Linked DNA regions of Macaca mulatta: region 2 is linked to region 1. The links are chromatin contacts, called in public Hi-C maps. All regions are on one chromosome and are shown on one strand. Each heading gives the region's core, a stretch centred on a gene start, on an enhancer-like site or on the middle of the called end of the contact. The rest is flanking DNA. Distances are from core to core; before and after follow the strand shown. Region 1 has its middle 10 kb from the start of BHLHE41. Region 2 overlaps ITPR2 (inositol 1,4,5-trisphosphate receptor type 2).

Region 1 (5,200 bases), core at 1,413-3,912:
TTCCAGATTCTCAGCGATGCTTCTTATTAGATTACTTATGCAAAAGCCTTCAAATACATTATATATTTCGCCATCATTTTATTACATAAAAATAAAAGCAACTTGCTAATGGTTTTAGCCCACAACTAACCACAAAGTAAACAAATTTGCATGTCAGGAATAAGTTATTTGATTGGATGAACACTTCTCTCCAGTTGCTAAGAATAGGGGATGGAGGGCCACTAGTGAAACTGATTCAGCATTTTGATTTAAGGATGACTCTGGCTCCTGCTTCTAGTATGTAACCTCTTCTGCCTCTGGGTGTTGGACCTCTTGGGTGGCCGGTAGAATGCAAAAGTATTCTGGGGAACTGGCAGGATGGGTGTGTAGGCCCAGATGCTGCCTCTGAATTTAGACACACCCATGGTGAGAGGTTTCAGACTCCTCATTGATTACAGCGTATTCCTTTTTTTTGTTGAGTTTATGTATTCAATAAATAGTGTGGGGATTTGTTTTGCTCACTGTATGTGAGGTGCCATGGTAAGTACTAGAGAATCAAAGATTCACCTCTGAAGATCTCAGAGTCTAATGTGGGTGATAGACCTATACTAAAATAAATTACATTGCAACACAGTAAGTGCTATCCAGGGATGGATACAATGCTGTGCTGGGGGTGGGAGCTACTAATTGCATCTAAGTGAGGAGGCCTAGGTGAGAAGTAGCTGGGTTTTACAGAAGGAACAGCAGCACAATAAGGGCATGAGGCCATCTCCAAAGAGAAGGCTCTGGCCTACCCTGCTCCCGTGTTAAGCTGCACTACAGTTTATGTATGTTTTTACAGTAAAATTCTCTATATTTAGACATGACATTATCAGGTACATAAATCATAGGGAATCAATCTACCAAAAAAAAAATCCTCCTAGAACAAACACACGAATTTAGAAAAGTTACAGAAGAAAACATCAATAAACAAATATACATTGTATTTTTATACACTAGCAATGAACAACTGGAAATGAAACTTTAAAAAGTGCCACTTAAAATAAGCTGCAGTGCAGTTTAATTGGCTATATATGACTTGAGGTCTGAGCAAGGATTTCCTAACTTGCCAGTCTCTTTAGAATTTGACTGCTATCCTGGCTCTCACCAAAATCGCCTCCTGAGGATTTGAACCATGGGCTGGGACTAGGGAGTCATGATATTTCCTGCTGCAAAGTGAGACATGATAGTATTCAGAGCATGATCATATCTCATGTGGTAGGGGAAAAAACAGCAGTACCTCATGAGCAGCTCTGTGTCTCACCTCCTCCATCTATCTGTTTTACAAAAGAAACTAATGGTGACTTCTTTCCCTTCGAGTAAGGGAGTGAGAGAGACAGAGCAGCTCTAGAGGGAAACACGGCATCCTAAGGCCTGACTTTCAAAAACCTTTGGGAGGAAACTGAGGCAAAGAACTAGTCCAAGGTCACATAGCTCAGTAACAGAACCAGGATTTTTGGTTCTGAGTCTAGTGCTCTTTATACTTTTATACCAAGTTTTAGTAATGGGGAGGGACAGGCTGAGGTTTTCTCACGGAATGAGTTGAGCTAGTCCGTGTGCGATCCTCAGAGGCAGAGTATACTTGACGGTGAAGAAGGAAAGATGATCAGCATAATAACCTTGCTAAATTATGGCATAGAGTATGCAATCATTTTGAGAGAGATGAAATTCTAGGGAAATAATTTTCAAAGTCTCCTACAAACAACCATACTATTCCATCGTCCACTCACTTCGGAGACATCCAGAAATGTGCCTTTCCTAGTTAGGAAGTCTCCACATTATCTGGTGGGCTTTCTACCTCTCTATACCTGTGTGGTCCCGTTGTGCCCTAGAGGTTCTCTATAACAGAAGGGATCACGACCAAAATAACCTATGAAGCTGGTCAGAGAGAACCTCTAGAATCCAGCAAGCTGGAGACAGGGCCATGTGCTACAGTTTTTATATGGAGTATTTTTAGGGCACTGTGAACTTTAGCTAAGGTTTCAATTTTGGAGCCTTTTCCATATGGGTGTGCACACAGAGTATTATGTGCTTCACAACAGAGATATTGAATATCTGCCAGATAGTTTAATACATGTTGCTTCCATATGCGGCCTTGCGGCTTCCTCACTGTGATTCGAAAATTAGCTGTAACAGGGGGGACTTCAGTCTGGACCCAACTCCTGCCGACCTGTAACTCAGAGCAACCAGAAAAACTCTTATAACATAGTATTATAAAGACACAGGATTCTAAGACACCTTAAGCAGGACTTAGTTTTCAAATATATATTACCTTGAACAAGGCTCATCTATCTGCATAGCCATATCGTGGCTGTGTAAACCGCGTATGACCAGAGAGGCACCTGACTGCATGCACCCCCGAAGGTCTCTGCAGACCCAAGTGGGTGCGATAATGGATTGATTTCTAAGCTGTGCCTGTTAAGATCCTCAAGCAAACCAACCCTTGCTCCTTGAATCAACGTTTGAGCGCTGCATGGGGGGCTGGGGGGAAAGGAAGGAGGGGGGAATAATGTCATCAGCCTTGAGCTCTTCAAGGAGCTCTAGGATTGGAGAGAGAGGAGAAGCATTCTTAGGTTGCCTAGCGATAAAGCTGCAGATGATATCATTCTCCCCGAGGCCGGCCTCCCCGCCCGGTTTTCCTTCCTCCCTTCCCCGCTCCAGTCTCCCACGCCTGGGTTCAAAGTACAGCCGCGCGGGGTTAGGGAACCGGGGCCGGACGCGGCGCTGTCACGTGCGTCCGCACATGTCTGGGCGCACGCTGAGCAGCACGTGAGAGGGGGCGGGGAGGGGCGGGACCTGCTCGCAGCCCTGGCGCGTGCGCGCTGCCCCTCTGCGTCCGTACTTCTCCAGACGCTGGCCCCGGGACGGTGGCTGGCGGCGGGTTGGGGGACCGCGGGGACCGTCGGGCCGAGGGCGGAGCCGGGGCGGCCGGGCCCGGGCGCGCTCTCCCGACAGCCGCACCACACCCTTCCCGGCTGCGTCTCCGCAGGCCAGCCCTGGGTAGTCATCCCTCCCGAATTAAAGCTGGCTCTGACTCAGGACTCCTCGAACCATTCTGACACAGCAGTTTCCAAGGGGCCCTCCTGGGCGCGGGTTACGCGAAGGTCGACACCCGCCTCAAAAGGGCCTTGGGGCGGGAACTCCGGTCTAGGGCGGGCCGCGGCCGGGCGGGACCCCAGCAGTCCCTGGGCCAGGACTTGCGGGGAAAACCCCGGGCGGTGGGTGGGGGTGGGGAGAAAGTCCTAGAGCAGAGTTCTGGGCAAACGAGGTGTCGCAGTACCGGTTCTCGGAGGCATTACATCTTTTCACTGGTCTCACATGGAGTTTTGCAAATTGAATTCCCACTAATTAAGCACTAGGCCATTTAATCGTGATGAAATACAATACACTGTGACTTTCCGTTCAAGGCGTAAAGTAAGAGAAGTGATTTTATGGCACTAACGGATTTTGCATGGTGCAGTAAAACGAGGGAAACTAACGTAGCCAGGGGCCGGGGGATGGATTTGTTTTTTGTTTTCTTGTTTGTTTTTTAAGTTACCGTCTAGAAAGTTACTTACAAACCCCTTTTGGGCAAATTGATCATCTAACACTTTCACTCTTAGAAGTAACCACGTCGATTTTGTAACACTTTCTGAAACATGCCTGTTTATAAACAGTCTAAAATGAACAATTAGTTTGGAGAAATTTGGAGTTCATAGTTTCTTTTAGATAACTGAATATACCCAAGGGTGTTGCAAAAGTAGGGAAGTACCACCACCCTCTGCAAATACGGCTTTGGTCATGTGATGGAAAAAGATCTCAGACGTTGCCAGAAATATCTGGACAGGTCAGGTGCCAGTATTTGCTAAGACATTACAGAATGGTTGTAATCTCTCCAGTCTAAATGGCACAGTGAGTGCCACCCTGGAGACAGGCTGCTGGAAGCTAACAGACATTAACAAAACACAAGGCATCCTTTGTTTGTTGTTTGCCTGTTAATGATATGTATGCATAATGTCCTATAGGTTGAGTTTCAATTGCACTTCCTCCCCCCCCCGGCCCCCCACCACGTTAGATTGTTTTCACGAGACAATTTAGTCATTAATATTCTGAAAGGTTGAAAAAGCAAAGATAAACTTCAAACATTCACTCAAATATATATTGAGCTTCTACTATGTGCCAGGCGTTGGAAATACACCAGCGACCATACAGACAAGGTTATAACCCCTCATGATGTTTACGACTCCTAGCAAAGTCTCAAAGCTTCCCAGGCATTTGCCAACACAATGATTATTTATAACAATTAGTCATCCTCTTCCTCAGCACGAATTTTTTTCGGTTGACCCTTAGGAAGAATGTCAGGTGAAAGGGCTGGATCTCAATTCCTACTCACTGTCTCCTTTTTCTTCTCTCCTTTCCTCACGCTTTTCATGCTAGCCTCCCTGCTGGTCTTCCAGCAGGACAGGCTTGATTCTTTACCAGAATATTTGCATTTTTTTCCTTCTTCTGCCTGCCAGACTGAGTCCCCAGATATCTGGAAAGCCAATTCCATCACCTCCTCTCCCCCACCTTTTGTAAGTCTTTTTTCAAATACCGTTCTTTAGAAAGGCCTTCCCCGAGCAGCCCATAGGCAATATATAAAAATAGTTCCTCCCCACCAACAACATTCTTTTATTTTTACTTTTTTGTTTTTCTTCATAGCAGATATCACCTCTGTCATAGTGTATGTACAACAGTGTTCTGTGTGTGTATAAACACTCATAATCTGTTTATGACTTGTCCGCCTCAATAGGATAAGCAGGGACTTGGATTGGTTCGTTGCTTTGTGCAATGCAAGAATGGTGTCTGGCAATAAATAAGTAAATAAATATGGCCTTTTGTAAATAAATATGTATTGACTCTCAATAAATATATTCTGGATGGATGAATGAACATTTCTAGCAACTAGTTCAGTTTGATCACCTCCAAAGATAACAGCGCACAACTTCTCAAAGCATCGCATTGTGTGTTACGAATCCATTTCCTCCACTCTTACTGAACACTTGCTATGTCCCAGGCACTGTGTGACCCAAAGAATAAACTACATAGAGAAATCAGCAAGTGGGAAGGAGGCAAAGTTAGTGAACACCTTACACCTGCAAATGGGAAAAGATTCAGCCTGATTTGGAAGCTTATGGGAAACAGTGATGAAGCATTAATAGAG
Region 2 (5,514 bases), core at 1,204-3,703, 410 kb before region 1:
ATCTGGGTGAGAGTGTGAGCAAAGAGCTGGAGACAGAGTGTGCATAGTATTGTAGAGAGCAATACCCGAGTTCTGCTCAAAGGACTGGAGGAGCCTAGCAGGAATGCTGGCAGTGGTGGCTTGGATTGGAGGTTGGGACCTGGGATTGAATTATAGTGACTGAAAGTGAGACAGTCTAATGGGTAGGTACAAATTGTGTTCAAAGAAGGAAACGGGAGAAGTATCATGTTAAGCAGTAGGTCTGAGCCCAAAGTTGTAGAGAGAAAAGATTAAATACTAAACAACATCAGGAAGGAACAGGGCATAGTAGGGAGAACAAGGGTAAGTGAAAAATGTTTTGTTCAGGATGTGGTTTGTGAACAAGTCATCTAGAGTACTGTTCTTATTGAGAGCAATCCTATTTATATGGTGTAAAGTTTTGTTTCAGTAGTACTGATATATGAATTTGGAGAATAAAAACAAACATATAGAGAGGGTCTTAAAGTCAAAGCTGGATGGATGGAATTCACCTTACAGTCAGTCAACTTGAAGTTACTGAGGAAATATTTTTGGTTAAGAGTGACTCTATAAGATTAATCCTGCTGGCCGGGCGCAGTGGCTCAAGCCTGTAATCCCAGCACTTTGGGAGGCCGAGACGGGCGGATCACGAGGTCAGGAGATCGGGACCATCCTGGCGAACACCGTGAAACCCCATCTCTACTAAAAAATACAAAAAACTAGCCGGGCGAGGTGGCGGGCGCCTGTAGTCCCAGCTACTCGGGAGGCTGAGGCAGGAGAATGGCGTAAACCCGGGAGGCGGAGCTCGCAGTGAGCTGAGATCCGGCCACTGCACTCCAGCCCGGGCTACAGAGCGAGACTCCGTCTCAAAAAAAAAAAAAAAAAAAAAAAAAAGATTAATCCTGCTGTGATATTATTGGTTACAAATGCTGTAGGTAGAGATGCTAGGAGGAAAGGATTGTATCTGTCCAGGTGAGAGCTTCTGAAATGTATTTCTAAGTCTGTTTCACTTAAAAAGGATATACTTTATATGTCTGTCATAAATCCCATACTAAAAAGTATTCAAAGGAAGTTGTTACAGAATGAAAGACATGAAGACCTGAACTTTGGGAAGCTTTAGCAACAGAAAGTTTGGCAGGGATATTAGATTATCTCTAATTTGCCATCCCCTCCCTTCCATGCCCACACTCTCCTCATGGTAGTGATATCCATATTTTACAATAAAATATTTGGAAATTTATTCATCCTGCTTCTTCCCTGAGATGGTGAATGGACGGCCTGTAGAGCTGGGCTGCAATATCACAACTCATCACTAGGTGTCACCCTCTCACCAATGACTTATTTCACTCAGTTTCTGGGGTTTATTTTTAAATTATATAAATGTTTTATTTTTATTCCATCTATATTTTGAGTTCTCACTCCATAATTATAAATAATTTTTTGAGTCACATGAAATCAAAGCAAAAATTTTCTAAATCTGGTTACAGTAACAGTCACATTTTGTTTAGAATTCTCTTTTAGTGATATTTTTATACAATTGATAACCTGCTTAATTTTAACTACAGTAGTATTACACTATTTATTTTGATAATATTTTAATAGTCGGTGGAGATATAAACAAGTCATGGCATCAGAATATATCTGGTTTGTGTACTTTGTTTTCAGCCCTTGTATGGATGAAACCGATCTCTCTTTTTTTTTTTTTTTTGAAAAAATCTGCAGACACTGCCATGTACCTGAGTTTAAGATCTTGTATATAGACCTGTTTTTTAAAAATTTAAAAAAATGTGGGTAGGAATTTGTTTAGCATGTATTGTATTTCATTATCAATTTTAGAGATATTTTTACATTTGGGCAAAACATTAGCAGTAAAATGATAAGAAGGCAAGGGTAAATATTTTTATACATATATAATGGTTCAATATTTATAAATCCAATGGCGTTACTTAAAACCCAGATGTATCTAATATTTCATAGTTATACATATTTTTTGATTAATCCCTGCAAATAAAATGAGTATATGAGGTTTAGAATGTATAGTACCCCCTGTGGCTCATGTTCAGGAATATCTGGCTCATGTTTGTCAATTGGTTATATTCTATGTAGTATCTGAAATATATTATTCCCACATCTTCCCAATTTGAAAACTCATTTGAAATGGCAGAGATACTATTAGATAGCCTTATTCATTTGAAAAATTGAGTATTTGAAATTTGCTTTCTCTGTTGCTTGCTTAGAAGCATCTGTGTTATATATGCCTTCTATTCTGTTATAATCTTGTGTGCTGTGTGACTGGTTTTAATGAACTGTTTCTACCAGTAGGGAAATGGTCCCTGTTTTATTTGCTGCTATGAAAGTCCCAAAACATGTGACAGTACATGTGAACACTCCGTGCAGATTAAAGCTGCGGGGCATGATTGGAGGAGACACAGACTGCCAAGCCACTGAGGCAGCTCTGCCAACAACAGCATGTGATTATGTAACGCCTGCAGTGTCTGGCACTGTGCTCCACTGGAGACACGTCACGTGTTGTGCAATACTCTTGGCCCTGAAATTCAATTAGATTGCTTTGAACGATCCGTGAGTCTGCATGAGATAAGCTTTTACTGCTCTACACTAGAAAGCAAATGGGTTGATTAGCTGCACATAAATTGATAAATTGCCATTGTAATTCCAGCAAGGATATTTGCATTATGTATACATCATCATGCCCCTGAAGAACTGAGTTTAAGCATTATATAACCTGGATAAATAATGTGGGGGTGGGCGAGTACCAACCTTCACAAGTAGAGAAAAATGTTTTCTTACAGACAGCAGTAGGCTTTTTTAAAAATAGATTTTGCCATTGTTTTTGAGAATCTGCTTAAAAGGCTGCTAGTATTTTATTTGTCAATGCAATTATCTATGAGTGAGATTAAAGAAATTGATACAGTGATAATTTGGTGGGGGGAAGGAAGATTAGTGAGAAAAAGTGTTAAATTGTGAGTTCAATTAAATTAAAACTAAATTGTGAGCTAAAATGGTCTTTTAATATTGAGCAAATTAACTTTTTGTGAGATTATAGCTGATCAATTTAAGGAACCATCAGAAATTAACCCTATATTGTTTGGTTGAGGCTTCTAGATACATTTTTACAAAAAGATTTGGGATAAAAGAAGAAAGGTAATAGAAGTTGAGAAATCGGGGCTTGGGAAAGAAGTTGAGGATTATTATCATACTAGAGGCTTAAGAGCCTCTGGGAAACAACCAAAATCAATGATATGAGCTTGGCTATCCACCTCCCTCTACCTCTGTTTTGCTCCAAATGGGATTTCGTTTTTTAACCAAAAGCCCTGGCGAGATGCTCATTAGAATTGTTCAGACGCTGAGCTGAAACCAAAGGCATCGAAATGTTATGCAGAATGCTTCCATTTTGTTATATCAACAGGGATTAGGTGTACAATTCTTTTGTGATTTTAGGTAAAACAGTCTTGAACTGTAGCAAAACCGGTGTTGTTGGGGTTTTATTTTCGCTGTGAAAGAATGGCTTTTTTTCTTCTATTCTTTGAAAATCTTCTCAAGAATTTGCTTAAGGTAAATTCTTATATCCTGATTTTAATGTGAGTAGATTATTTTCTAATATGTACTAAAACCCAGAATTTAACAATTTTTCAATTTAATAGATTATCTAAATGACGTGTGAGATTTAACTTGCACAGGTACTTTCCCATTCAGTTAATTTCCGCAACTATCTGCCCTAGGTATTATTCCATTTAACCAAAGGGAAAACGGATGCATCAAGAAGCATAATGAACTGCTTGGGGTCACACTGCTCAGAGGTGACTGAATAGGGGTTGCAAAGCAGATCTTAGATGTTTTTTTCCACTATCATAATGGTCCCCAAATACTGACCCACAAACTGGGACAAGTAGGGCCATATTTTGAGGAAATCCTGATTTATTATGTCTAATAAATAAGCCTGGGGATATATAGTTTTAAAATAACTTCCCAGGTGATTGTGATATAAGATCAGGATTGGTGGCTACCTCATGTCTAATAGTCTAAGCTACAGAGATAGCATTAGAACATCTCTATGCTGTATTTCTGATGTGTGTGTGTATAAACAGGATGAACACTGTATAATATCTAAAAAAACTTCAGGTAATTAAATTAAATCACTATTGTACAGGTTGGTTAACTGAAGTTTTGAGTATTTATACTATATAGCATTCATCCTGTTTATTCAAATCAAATTGTAAAAACATAGTTTATTCTTTTTGGTTCTTAGTAAAACTTTAATAGAAAATATATCTTGCTAGAATAGACATAAAATATTCTGTGTCTGACACTGTAGTATTTTATAATAGTCAAAAGAATATAGTGGGAAATGTAATTCAGTAAATGGCATCTGCTATAAAAAGGCTAGCCTCCAGGTCTTAAATTGATGCTAGCTGGAGTAACTTTGTTAATGAGTGAATTCAGAGTTGGTTTAATGAGTTGGTGATAGAGGGATAACTCATTATCATCAGGGAATGTAACTCGCTGCTGTATCTTTGCAAAATAATAAAAAGGGACTAGCTAATCCCTTACCCTGACATAATTGAGTCTGGCTTTGTTGTTGTTGTTGTTTCCTTTCCTATCTGCATCTATTAAAGATGAGATATGATCCATCACTGTTGGGGATGGGACTCCCTGAGCATCTCTCCTTTCTTCATTCCTCCCTCCCACTCTTTTTACAAAGATCGTCTTGTTTGTACCACAAATATTTGTTTTAAAGGAAAGTGTTTGAAAAGGCCAAATTAAGTCTGTGAACCTACATGCTTCATGACCAAAGCATTCTGGCTCAAGCTTTGGAAAGACTCCAGAGGGGCCCCTGACTGCATATAATGAATCTGAAAAATGTTGACAGTTAATAACAGGGTACACGCAACTTTGCAGAACATGTATTTTCTAGAAACGCATTCTTAATGGTTCAGCTGTCATAGTGCATTACCAAGTATATGATTGACAGCTATTAAGGTATTTTTATCTTAAATTTTAGTATTTATATTACATAATTAATAGAAATTATTTTTCATGCTTTACACTTACAAAAATAAATAATAATAAAGTATCATGGTTTTCTGAAACTCAGTTAAGAGTGTGTAAACTTTTCTTTACAAATGAACTAAATATTAATGACAGTTTTATATAACTATTGAAAATACACCACCTCCCCAAAATATCTTCAGGTAATAAAATAAATCAGCATTATACATGTTGGTTAACTGGAGTTTCTATTTGTGTATTTATACCATAGAAAGGAAGCTACTTAGGGGCAAAATCTGTCTTTAATGTACTTTCTTTCACAATGACTCATATTGCTACTTCAATGTGATGTTTGGTTCAAGAAATAATTTATCCAGATGCTCTAAAAAAGAACACCTTATATTCCTTACATAAACTAATTCTACTTGATACCTGACTTGTTCTGCTACAATTTTTCAAAGTTATATCAGCTTATAGAAGATCCACACCCCATAAATATCTAATCAATCA

Evidence for each region. Hi-C and Micro-C count contacts between places; a contact is called where the count stands out from the background.
Region 2: a contact with region 1 is called in a Hi-C map of fetal cortex germinal zone, with 4 times the contacts expected there. The contact joins two enhancer-like sites. A contact is called at or near these places in 2 of 14 Hi-C or Micro-C datasets (fetal cortex germinal zone and fibroblasts).

Annotation. Positions count from the first base shown.
Region 1 is chr11:28,460,018-28,465,217 of T2T-MMU8v2.0, reverse strand. No RefSeq gene overlaps it. Among named protein-coding and RNA genes, the nearest start is that of BHLHE41, 10 kb to the left of the region's middle. Within about 2 kb of position 2,662, at least 39 of the 40 cell types and tissues checked have an H3K27ac peak or open chromatin away from gene starts, as enhancers often do. A contact at or near this core is called in fetal cortex germinal zone, where this site is marked.
Region 2 is chr11:28,869,935-28,875,448 of T2T-MMU8v2.0, reverse strand. The region is part of intron 37 of ITPR2 (inositol 1,4,5-trisphosphate receptor type 2); the gene reads left to right. Among named protein-coding and RNA genes, the nearest start is that of ITPR2, 310 kb to the left of the region's middle. Within about 2 kb of position 2,453, at least 18 of the 40 cell types and tissues checked have an H3K27ac peak or open chromatin away from gene starts, as enhancers often do. A contact at or near this core is called in fetal cortex germinal zone, where this site is marked.